3 separate regions of the Manis pentadactyla genome follow, and all the other regions are linked to region 3. Evidence: chromatin contacts called from public Hi-C data. All regions are on one chromosome and are shown on one strand. The core of a region is the stretch at or near the end of the contact, and the rest is flanking DNA. Distances in the headings are between cores, read along the strand shown.

Region 1 (3,709 bases), core at 244-2,743, 370 kb before region 3:
TTGTGTTTATAGTTGTTTCCCAGTTATAACAGAATTAGTCATTCGTCTAACACTAATTGGGTGCCCCAGCTAGGTGCTGGGGCTGTAGAGATGAATGAGATGGAGTGCCTGCTCTCGGGAGCACACAGCTCAGTGAAGGAGACAGAGAGTACATCAAGGATTGCCTTACAGCGAGGTAAGTCCACTACAGGGTTATTAATAAGGTGTCATGACACGTAAAGGATGGGCATAGAAATCTGGTGTAGTCAGGAATGGCTTCTGGGAGGAGGTAACACACGGTAGACCCTGAAGGGATGAGTAGGGATCACCTAGGTGGACCAGGGATCAAAATCGCTTCCTAATGCTCACAATGAGTATGCATACTCAACCGATCCCTGCCAACTGCCATGTGGCGCGTTGCTTCCTCTAAAGGCAGCCGTCTCTCCTATTGTCTAATGATTCCCTTGGGTCTGGCACAGGGACTGAATGAACCTGTGCATCTATCGCAGGCCCAGGGGCAGGTCCTGAGTAAGTTGGGAAAGCCGACCGGACCCCAACCTTGATGTAGACCCAGACACAGCCGACCACGTGGGCTCCCGCAACACCCTCTTCATATGCCAGTATTGAAAGCTTGCAACCTGCATTCTGTGTACAGAACACATTCCCTTCTTTTTTTCCGCCCCCCTCTTTTCCCTTTAGTTTTCTAGTTCAAGTTAGGGAGAAGGGACATGAACGCTGTTGGTTTCTGAGCAGGTTTCTAAGGCCTCACTCCGATTCTACTTAGTCATGGCAGGCTTCTGGGAAGAAGTGCCGGGAAAGAGAGCCGAGGGCCAGCTTGCCTGCTGAGGCTGACATCTCTGCAAGAAGGGCCTCCTGGGCGCCTTGCCGCTCATACCCGTGCCACCCTTCCCTGCGTTTGACCTTTGTCCTCCGCTAACCTCCCACCGAGCCGAACCAGGTCTGACCACTTCCCCCTTCCCGTTCGGTGGCTGGACACGTCGCTCAGGTTCCTCACTCGAGGCTCCTGCAGCCAGGCTGGTTTCCCCGCGCCCTGCGCCGGGACTCGGGGACCCGCGGCTGCGGCTGCGAATCACCTTCCGAGGCGGCGGCTGGGCCCCGCCTCCCTCGCCCGCCGGTGGTTCAAGTGCGGGCGCGGAGCTGCGAGCGGAGCGCCACCGCCCCTCGCTCGGCCGCGGCCACCTGCTCGCTCCGGGAGGGACCGCGGCGCCGCGGGGCGCAGCCCGGCGGCAGGAGTCCTCGCCGCGCCGGCCGCCGGTCCTGAAGTTCGGGCGCCGTCCGGCGGGAGCGCCGACCCCGGCAGCAGGCGGCTGCGGTCTGGGGCCCGGCCCGGCCCGGCCAGGGTTAAGTCTCGCTGTTCCCTGCTGCCCGGCGGGCGGCCAGCCGCCGCCAGCGGGAGGCCAGAGCCGCCGCCAGGGACCCAGGAGGGGCGCCCGAGCCGCCGGCCCGCGCGGCGCCCCCCCGCCCCCCACCGGCGCTGCCTCCAGGAGCAGCGGGCCCTCGCAGCGCCCGGGGCCGGCCAGCGCGAGGGGCTCGGGACCCCGAGATGGCCGAGGAGATCGACTGGCTGGACTTGCCCGGCCGGTGGACCTACGGAGTGGACCGCGGGGGCAGAGTCTTCTTCATCAAGTACGTTGGCCCCTCTCGTTTTTTTCCTGCCTTTTTCTTTAAAGTTGTCCGACTTGAAAGGTGGCAGGGCTGGGGGCCGCCCGCAGAGAGTGGGGGGAAGCGGTGGCTGAGCAGCAGGCATGACTAATAAGTTTATCGCCGCCTGTTTGAATGTGTCTCCCGCCTTCTCCTCAGTGGGTCAAAGTCCCTCTCGGAGGGCAGGGTTGGGCAGGGCGGGCGCTGGCCTTTCCCTCCGCTGCAGGCACAGGTGCGGAGTGGGGGGCCCTGAGGAGGGTGGCCAGGCCCCGGGCCCGGCCTGCAGCGCCGTCCTTTCCGCTCCGCCACTACATGGCCAGGGCTGTCTCTTCCCCGAGCCCAGAGCTGCCCAGGGCAGACTCGGGCTTGACCTCACATCAGGAGACCCTGCCTCTACCGCCAGCCCCGGGCACTCCCTCGCCCCGGGGCCCAGTGTGCCAGGGCGGCAGCCCCTTCCTTCCTGCTTCCTTGTGGGCCAGTGGTCAAGGGGAAGGAGAAGATGCCTGCAGTTCGTTTGGCGTTCTTTGGAGAGACTGGGCCTTCGCGGCTCTCAGTAATATATTAGCGCTGTTGTATTAATTTCATAAACCAAAATGGCTCTGGCATAATCTCATTATAACAGAGTGGCCCCGCCGGTGCTCCTTTGGCCCGCTCCCTCTGTAGTCATCTTTTGCCAGGATAGAAATCTCCCGGTAATACAGCAAGTCTAGAAGCGTTCTGAGCGGTTACCCATACGTGGTGAGTTTTCCTGTCCTCAGATGGCCACTCACAGAACATTAGAGCGGAAAGGGACCTTGCCGCAACCCCCTCAGTTTTCAGATGGGGGAACGGGAGGGCTTGTCGGAGAGAACACCACCTGTTAATCAGAGCGCTGCCTCCTTTTGCCTTGTACCCAACTGCCTTTGCAGGGCCTCAGGTGGCCACTGGCCTCTCTTTGGTGTTTTTCAGTCTCCACATGTGCTTTAGTCCGTTTTTCTGTAATTATCACCTCCATGCCCATAATCGATGCCGTAATTAGATTATCTTAAAAATTAATTCTGCTAAAGTATTTGACCCTGGGTCAGATTCTTAAATAACGGAACTTCTGCAGTATTAGAACTAGAGTCCCTTTTGTCCGTGGTTTGAAACTTTAGAGTCACAAGATTCACTTAAAGAAGGCCTATGAAAAAGGCCAAGTCCTGAGCCCTACCTCCAGAGATGACGATTCAGAAGGGTTGGGGCAGGGCCTTGGAATCTGAATTTCCATCATCTCCTCAGCTATTCTGATGACGTTAATTTGGCTCTTCTCGTCTTTCTTCCCAATCTCTTGCCTGCCTACCAGCTTCTTTCCATCCTTCAGTCCACAAACACTCACTGAGTATCCACTATTTGCTGCAGTGCTAGGCATGGGAGATAAACAACAATAAGATACTTGTTTTTCCTTGAAGGTAGGAGGGAGAAGATGCAAATGAATACTTAGAAACTAAGTGGATATATTCTAAAGGTATTGGCAGGATGGTGGAGGAACACAACAAAGAAAAGTGACATTTTCCAAGGAGGAGGCTTTTGAGGGGATTGTGGAGGAGAGAGACTAGGGTGAAAGAAGTCCTGGAGCAGAGGCCTATGGGAAGAGGTGTCGGATGGGTGCCAGGCACAGGTTGTCTAGAACAATCTGCAGGGGTCAGCAGAGAGAGATGGAGTAGAGGCCGCCAGGGAGTTGCAGAAGATGAGGCAGAACAAGCAGAAATGGGGCACTTTAGAGAGGCTTCGGGGCTTCAGCTTGATCCTGTAGGTGATGGGGAACCAAAGGAGATTTTCCGCAGAGGCTCCACATAAATAGATCTACATTTTCAAAGATCTTTCTGGCAGCTGCGTGGGCGAATGACAATTTGGGAGATGAACAGGGAGGCCGGGAGATGAACTTGAGGTGCGGAGAACAGTGAGGTGATTGCGGAAGTCCAGGAGATAGCTGACAGGGACCTGACAGGCGGGGGGTGGGGAGAAATCTTCAGGAGGAATTGAGAGTGTGCATTTACTGCCTAAATGCTGGGGAAGGGAGGGAAAAGGAAGAATCGAAGTTAAAGCTCAA
Region 2 (3,451 bases), core at 263-2,762, 460 kb before region 3:
GTCCTCCTGTGTCATATGCCTGAAAGTGTTTTCTGACCAGATCACTCCCAGCTCCACCCGTCTACACATTGGGTTCCTGTTAGCTACAGGATGAAATCTAAACTTTTGACATGCCCTGGTTTCTCTTAAAAGGCAAATTTTTCCCCCTACTGACCTGCATCATAAAGCCTTTGACATGATTCTCAACCCAACAGCCCAGGCCTATTTCCTGTTAGACTTTTCACTCCATCAACAGTGATGGCTCCTGATACTCTTTTCTCAGGCTTCTGAGCTTAGCCTTATGACAGGCACAGAGTAGGCTGCCATAAATAGTAGTACTGTGAACAAGCAGTGAGGGAAGGAGGGAATGCATGCGTGTTTTTGTCCCCCGAGGCTGTTGAGGATCAGGAATAGGATTGTATACACATTATGATATGTGTGCAGAGCAGGCTGTCTGGTCATCAAAATGGTTCATTTTATATCCTCTCATTTGATTTTCATGACAGCCCCGAGTGGTCAGTGGAGTGGACTACCCAAGGTCACACTGCCGTGGGGAGAGAGAAGAAACATGAGCAAGGCCTCCCTCTCTTGGGCTTCTTTTCCCCTTTTCTCATGCACCCTGCAATCACGGGTCCTTTGCACTTGGCTGGATTTATCTTGCAGGAGAACAAAACAAGGTCCCCAGAAATCCTTTGACTTGTGAACTTTATATGGCTTTCTCCCCTACGTAGTACTTCCCCTGGTTATTCAGATTCCTTTCCCAACAGTCCTCTCCTTGAGTTCTGAAAGCCTCTCCCAACTCTGTGAATCCAGGAATTGTGTTGGGTTCGTTGTGCAGTTTCATATTGAGGACAATTTAAAAGCCCCATATCTTGTTTAAAAGACCTTTCTGATACTTCTGTATTTTTTTTTTTAAACTCAGTGAACCCAAGACAGACCGGAATAGTAGCATTTTAACAAACACTTCCTTGACCTCAGGGAAGGGGAAGGATGGCAGTCAGAAGCCTGACTGGGGAGTCCTGGGCATCTGAGGGAGGTGCAGGTCTCCAGACCCCCCGATACCTGAAGGGGATTGCAGAGGAGGGAAGGTGAGCATCAGGTGTTGATCTTCCAGCCTACCAAGTAAGACAGGGGTGCCGTGGTGAGAACAGGATTCGGTACTGAGGGAAATGTATTTTGAGATCTGAGAGCATAGTTACTATGCAAACCTGATGCAAATGAGGACCTGGCCAACGACTGGTGTCTTCTGGGTGGAAGCTTTAGGAAAATTCCTCTAGAGACCACTGCTCAAAGACAGGCACTGGGGGTCAGAATGTTAAATATAACCTACTGTATGCAAGAAGTTTTTCCTACCGTCGTTGGGTTGGAGGACCCTCTACTTTCCCTCCCCCACGGGTCGTTGATTGCTATTCCCTGGGGCTCAGGTCGGACGAGCCGCTCCAGCGAACAGGAAAACGAATGAGGTTGAGGGTGCAAAGCGCGGAGACAGCTCCTCCCAGCCCCACCTCCGCCCTCAAGGTAGGGGCTCTTCCAGACTTCGCTGTCTTAACCGTGGGGGGAATTCCTCAAACCGAGAGCTGGATCTCGAAACGCAGTCATTTCCAGCCCAGTGATGTGGCTTCCTCTGCCACAGAGCACAGGGTTCCAGCAGGGAAAGGCAAGGACGGTCTGCAAAAGCCCTCGCCCAAGTGGGAAGTGGAAATGCCGGCTCCCGGCTTCCTGAAGCACAACTAGACACCAGCGCGTTTCTCTCCCCCCGCGGGCCGGCAGGGCGGGCGGGGAGGCGAGCGGAGCGGAGGGGAGGGGAGTGCGGTCAGGGCTCCGCGCCCGCCCCGCCCTCCGCCCGCGGCCGACCGGGCGCTGCGGGCTGGAGCCGGCGGCCCGGCGCTCCCCGTCCCGGCAGGGTCTGGCTGAGCCGCGCGTCGCCGTGCAGTGCGCCGGGTCTCCGGGAGATGGCTTCTCGCCTCTCGCCCGCTGCTCCCGCTATTGTCTCGCCCGGGGCTGCCTGACCGTGGGGCCGGCGCACGCTCTCGGCCGAGAGGACGTTCTCCGCTCCAAGCTGGTCCTCGCGCCTCTTCTGCCTCCCCGCTGCCCCGGGGATCCGGGCCCGGCGCCGGCCGCTGGTAGCCCGAGCGGGGAGCGGTCCGCGCGGAGGAGGTGTGCGGCCGGCTGGCGCGGGTGCGGAGACGCCGGGGCTGCGGAGCACGGACCCCGCGCCGCGGAGTACAAGACACGTCGGGTCTCGCAGGAAAGCCTTGGCGAGCACAGGTAGGACGCGCCGCCGGGGAGAGCCCCAGGCCGGGGGCTGCAGACTGCCCGCGGAGGGGAGGGAGCCGAGGTCAAGGGGCTCTCCCTCCAACATGGCAACAGCCGAGGTGCAACAATGGAAGGAGTCGCGGGTTCCCGGCCGCTGGCTGAGCCGCGGAGCCGTGGGCGCCAGAGCTCCGGCCCGCGGTGCCCAGCAGGTTGCCGACCCCACCGCCACCCCACTCTCGCAGTTTCGGGGGTTCTTGGGCCCCCGGGTGTCCCCGTCCCACCCCGTTCCCACACTTCCTGGCTCACAGCTGCAAAGCGATCTGAACCAGCCAATGGTTTCGGGGTTCGTTCGGTTAAAATGAGAAATATAACACAAAACCTGCCCAGAAGTGGGGGTGGGGGGTGCTTTCTCTTGTAGTGGGTGAAAAGTCAGCACATGGCCTGGGAAGTATATACATTTTTTTAGCCAGACGAATGGCAGACTTGGCTTCTCCCTTATAAGGACACCGCAGCAAAAGGAGACCCTGCGGGAGACGGAGAGGGACCCGGACCCTCAGCTTGAGCTCCTGGGGCCTCAAGGGAGGCGCTGCTCTCCGGGCCTGTGCTCTCATTTGCAGCTCCCCACAGCGGCGGCTTTGATGTTGGGGAGCGATCGCAGCAGCAAGCCCAAGGGAGGCTGCCAAGCTGGGGTGAGGTGGGGTAGGGTGGGGAGCCCCAGGGGCTTGGCGGGCTCCTGGGCTCTGGGAAGAGGTTACCAAATGTATGAGATTCGTTAGTGTACACACCCGAGTTGGCTGAGAGAGAGAGAGAGAGAGAATGTGTGTATGTGTGTGTGTGTGTGTTGTTGTTGTGTGTGTGTGTTGATGTGTGTAAGCAATCTGCTATTGCTCTTGCTCCCTAAGGCCAGCTTTCTCTCCTTCCATCTCTGCCCCCGTATGGGGTCTTCGTAGCTTCCCTGCCCCAGTCCCACCAGCCATGCCTAGGATGGAATCTCTATTGTCTCCCACTGCCCTGGTATTTTTTTCTCAATGCTGTTGGGGAATTTTGTACCCTGGGCTGGCTGGTCCCAGCATGGCACCAGATTCCTCAGCACAGCTACCCAGCCTCCCAGAAGTAGGCCAGCACTGCCCCTCCTTCTCTTTCTAAACTACCTGACTGCGATGTAGCCAAGCAGATGTAAGCAATTTGCACTGAATTCCAACCCCGTATCGGTCGC
Region 3 (3,609 bases), core at 1,069-3,568:
CATATATGAATTTACTACTACTGCTGCCCATGTTCCGCACAAAACAACATCACCACTAACCGCACTTGTTTTCCAAAAAGGATGGAAAGGAAGATTACCGACGGAACTACAACATCTAAAGGGAATGCAATGTCGTGCTATATATAATACTCAGCCCTTCTTGAAAACATTATATAGGATATTCTGCCATCCTGGAAGTCTTTAACTAACCCAACCCAGCTCCATTCAGGTAACACCTTATTCAGATCTAATACTCCATTGATTCTCACTCCCCTCTAAGTTTATTTCTGTGGTCCCCTCCTTCAAACACTACCGTTGTTGTTCAAATAATTTTTAACAATGAATTTTGCCTCTCTTTTATAAACTACCCAATTCCTACAAAATAGAACAGCGAGGCAAGGACCGTGGGCCCTGATAAACTGTCCTGAGGTTGGGGTCATTGATTTTTTTGTATATTGCTCTGGCTGGACATTTTTTGTGAAGTCTTTTCTTACGAACAAACTGCTCTGAAGGAAAATACCCTGGGTACTCACAATGATACAGCCCTCTATCCGCATATTCACTTGCTCATAAAGCCACACCTGAATCCGAGATCTCTGAAATAATCACAAAGAAATGTTAAATAAGTAAACAAAATCATTTTGGTCAAACAGTAGAGAAATACGGCTCCTAAGAAAAACTTTAATAAAAGCCAAGAATTTTAACCCCTTGACTCATATCTAGAATTGACAACCAACACTAGCTCCTTGACAAGAAAAATTCCCACTTAATAAATGCTCTATTGGGACTAAGTTAATAACTGTCCTGCGATCTTAGGACTCAACTATTTCTTACTGCTTCTAGCCTCAATATATTCAGAGGGAAAATTTGTGACAATATGCAAACGCAGACATTTCTAATGACCAAGGGCGTCTTTCTGATCTGCTACAGCAAAATCCAGGTCCAAAACAGCTTTCTCTAGGTTCTCAGTTTTCCATATCTCATACCAAACAACCATAGGAGGAACCTTCAGTTCTAGTTACAGGGGCTTGAAATTAATGTTTTTTTTCAACTGTGCTGTCACAGAGTAAAATCTGTCAGAGCAACAGGAGCTAAATTTTCTTTCAGATGTAATTTAAACACGCTGTCCTGCAAACTCAAAGCGGGAGCTGCTGAAATTCCTCCCAAAACAAAGAGAATGCCACTTAATCCTCTGAATCTATCCCTCCCCTCTTTTTTTCTATACGTAACCTTTCTCCCAGGTACTAAACACAACCTATGACACGGTTTAAACGCTGACTGGATTCTTCTTGTTGTGTTTCAACCTAGGGGGAAGCAGGGTAGAAGGTTCCAATGTTCTGGCCATAATCACTACCAACTAAAGTACCAATACCCCAGCACCAATGTCAGTCACGTCCACCACTACCTACTTTTTGAAATTAGTAATTTTGCTATTGCAAAGTAATAATGGCACAATTCTTGTTGCATGGGGGTTGGCGTGGCTACACACCATTTTATTATTCGGCGCTTTCCTGCACCCCTTCACCTCAAATGCCCCTCCAATCTCGTTTCATCTACTTTTAACTCTAGGAACCAGTGACTAGACAAATGACACAACCAAATAAATTCACCTTTTACTTAAGAAAGGAATTAGGAAACGGCAAACAACTTACGTACATTTTGCAAGTATCTGAAGATGAGGTTCTGCACCAGCGGTTAAGGAAAAAATACACGCAGAGCATAGACTCTGCTCCCTAAAACTGCTCAATCCTACCCCCATACCTCGCCTTTGCTTTCTCAACGAGAGGTCTGGGGTCTACGCAACGAAAAGCGCGCACTGGGACATTAGGGGTCCCCCAAATCCTCGGAAGGAATCCCCTCCCGCTCTGTTCTCCTGGAGTTTCCTTGGAGCCGATGTCTTCCCTCTGGAGACCGACAGCTCCGACTTCCACCCGTACCCAGTCACAGCTGTCTTCCCTCCGCTCCTCCCCTCCACTCGCGCATCTCCCACCGCAGGGGTCGGCCCGAGCCCACCTCCCACCCCACCGGTCCTGCAGCTGCCCGCGCTTTCTCCGGTCTCGGTGGCCCCGGGGGCCCACGGGATGCGGCTCCGCACTCCGCTCCGTCAGGCCTGTCTGCTCCTTCGCCCCCGTGTTCTGACCCGAACCCCCTAGTCCTGACACCCCACGTAGGATACGATGGGCTGCACCATCACTTTTTGCACTTTCTGGCCCTGGCCACGGTACGCCATGGTGGAAGCTAACAAAGACCACACAGCCCCGCACGCTTCCTCAAAAAGCAACGTCCGGAATGAGGAAGCGGAAGCGGAAGTGGGTGGTGCCCGCGCAGCGACCTGAGCGGCTTCTGGGAAATGCCTTTCTAGCCACGGGGAGCGCTTTTCTCGGTGCCTCATAGCACCCGGGGGAGGCCAAAAGAAGGCGACCGCACTTTGGAACGTGAGCCGGTCCTAGAGCGCCACCTGGAGGAAAGCGGGAGGAGCGCCGCGGGGGCAGGCGGCCGACGCACCGGCTCCGCAGCGCCGGCATTTTCTGAGTGGGCAGAGAGCGGAATCGTCACGTGGCTGCCCCTGTCTGTGAAACAGGTTGCCTTAGCGCTTTACCTAAGGCCTGTTTCCCTGGAATCTAGGCTTGACGGCAGCGTGGTAGCGCAGAGGGTAGGGCAGCGAGAAGCCTAAGCCCAGGGCTCCCACATCTAGCGTTCTCAGCCACAGTGCCCGTAAATTCAAAGCCAGACACTGTGGTTTGCTCCAGTAACCAAGTGAAACTTCATCAACTTTATGGGGAGTTATTTATTATAAGGTGGCCACAGACCATGGCTATGTAGCGTGGAAGCCCTGAAATCTGATTGCTGGGCTCAAATCCAGCTCGCTTATGGTGTACGACCAAGGGATAGGTTACTCCACCTGGCCATGTCTCGACTTAGTTGTTAACAAAATGGAGATTAAAATGTTCCTCCTCGTGAGGGTGAAGATTCAATGAAGTAGCAGTGTAACGTTAAGGCCTCAATGTTCGAACATATCGTTTCCTTGGTAATACAGCCGGAGGAGGAGCAGCAGGGATTTGCGAGGCTCTGTCATGGCCTTGTGGCTTGGCAGAACTTGCATTGAATTGGAATACTGACTTATAGACGAGGGAACAAACTCAGAGTTGAAAGGACTCATCTAAGGGGGCACCACTTAGGGCAAGTGGCAGAATCAGAACTTGCCTGAGGCCTTCTGTTGAGGATAATTTTAACGCCGACCTTATAAAGAAGTTGAGAGCAAAAAATAGTAAAGTGATTTTTAAACTATAAGAGCTATAAAACACATGGGATAATGATTTCTTAAAATTTCCCTGCTCCAAACCCAACAGAGGATCTGGTTGTGCAGAGAGGAGACTCAAGATTTGCTGAATTCAAAGATAGCATGGACAGAACACATCAGTATACCCATCCCACCTCAGATGCACAGAGGCTTAGCTCCTTGTTTCTGCATTTTCCTGTATCTCTGAAGTCCTGAGTCCTAAACTCTTGGGGATTGAGCCCTATAACCAATCATTTGATTATACAACTCATTAGAAGTGATTTGCTTTTTTTTCTAAAGATTTTTTAGCATTTAAATCTTTGATCCAT

The links. Hi-C and Micro-C count contacts between places; a contact is called where the count stands out from the background.
Region 1: a Hi-C map of fibroblasts shows a contact between it and region 3, with 4 times the contacts expected there. The contact joins the promoter of PLEKHA6 here to the promoter of SNRPE in region 3. A contact is called at or near these places in 2 of 3 Hi-C or Micro-C datasets (fibroblasts and skin fibroblasts).
Region 2: a contact with region 3 is called in a Hi-C map of fibroblasts, with 10 times the contacts expected there. The contact joins the promoter of PIK3C2B here to the promoter of SNRPE in region 3. A contact is called at or near these places in 2 of 3 Hi-C or Micro-C datasets (fibroblasts and skin fibroblasts).

What each region holds. Positions count from the first base shown.
Region 1 is chr9:123,319,077-123,322,785 of mManPen7.hap1, forward strand. PLEKHA6 (pleckstrin homology domain containing A6) reads left to right here and starts at 1,494. Exons shown (of 29, transcript XM_036909653.2): 1 at 1,494-1,626. The coding sequence starts at 1,544.
Region 2 is chr9:123,227,606-123,231,056 of mManPen7.hap1, forward strand. It overlaps PIK3C2B (phosphatidylinositol-4-phosphate 3-kinase catalytic subunit type 2 beta), which reads left to right and starts at 1,513. Exons shown (of 34, transcript XR_005029704.2): 1 at 1,513-2,247.
Region 3 is chr9:123,685,069-123,688,677 of mManPen7.hap1, forward strand. It overlaps SNRPE (small nuclear ribonucleoprotein polypeptide E), which reads right to left and starts at 2,319. Exons shown (of 5, transcript XM_036909642.2): 1 at 2,177-2,319; 2 at 1,657-1,683; 3 at 534-596. The coding sequence starts at 2,230.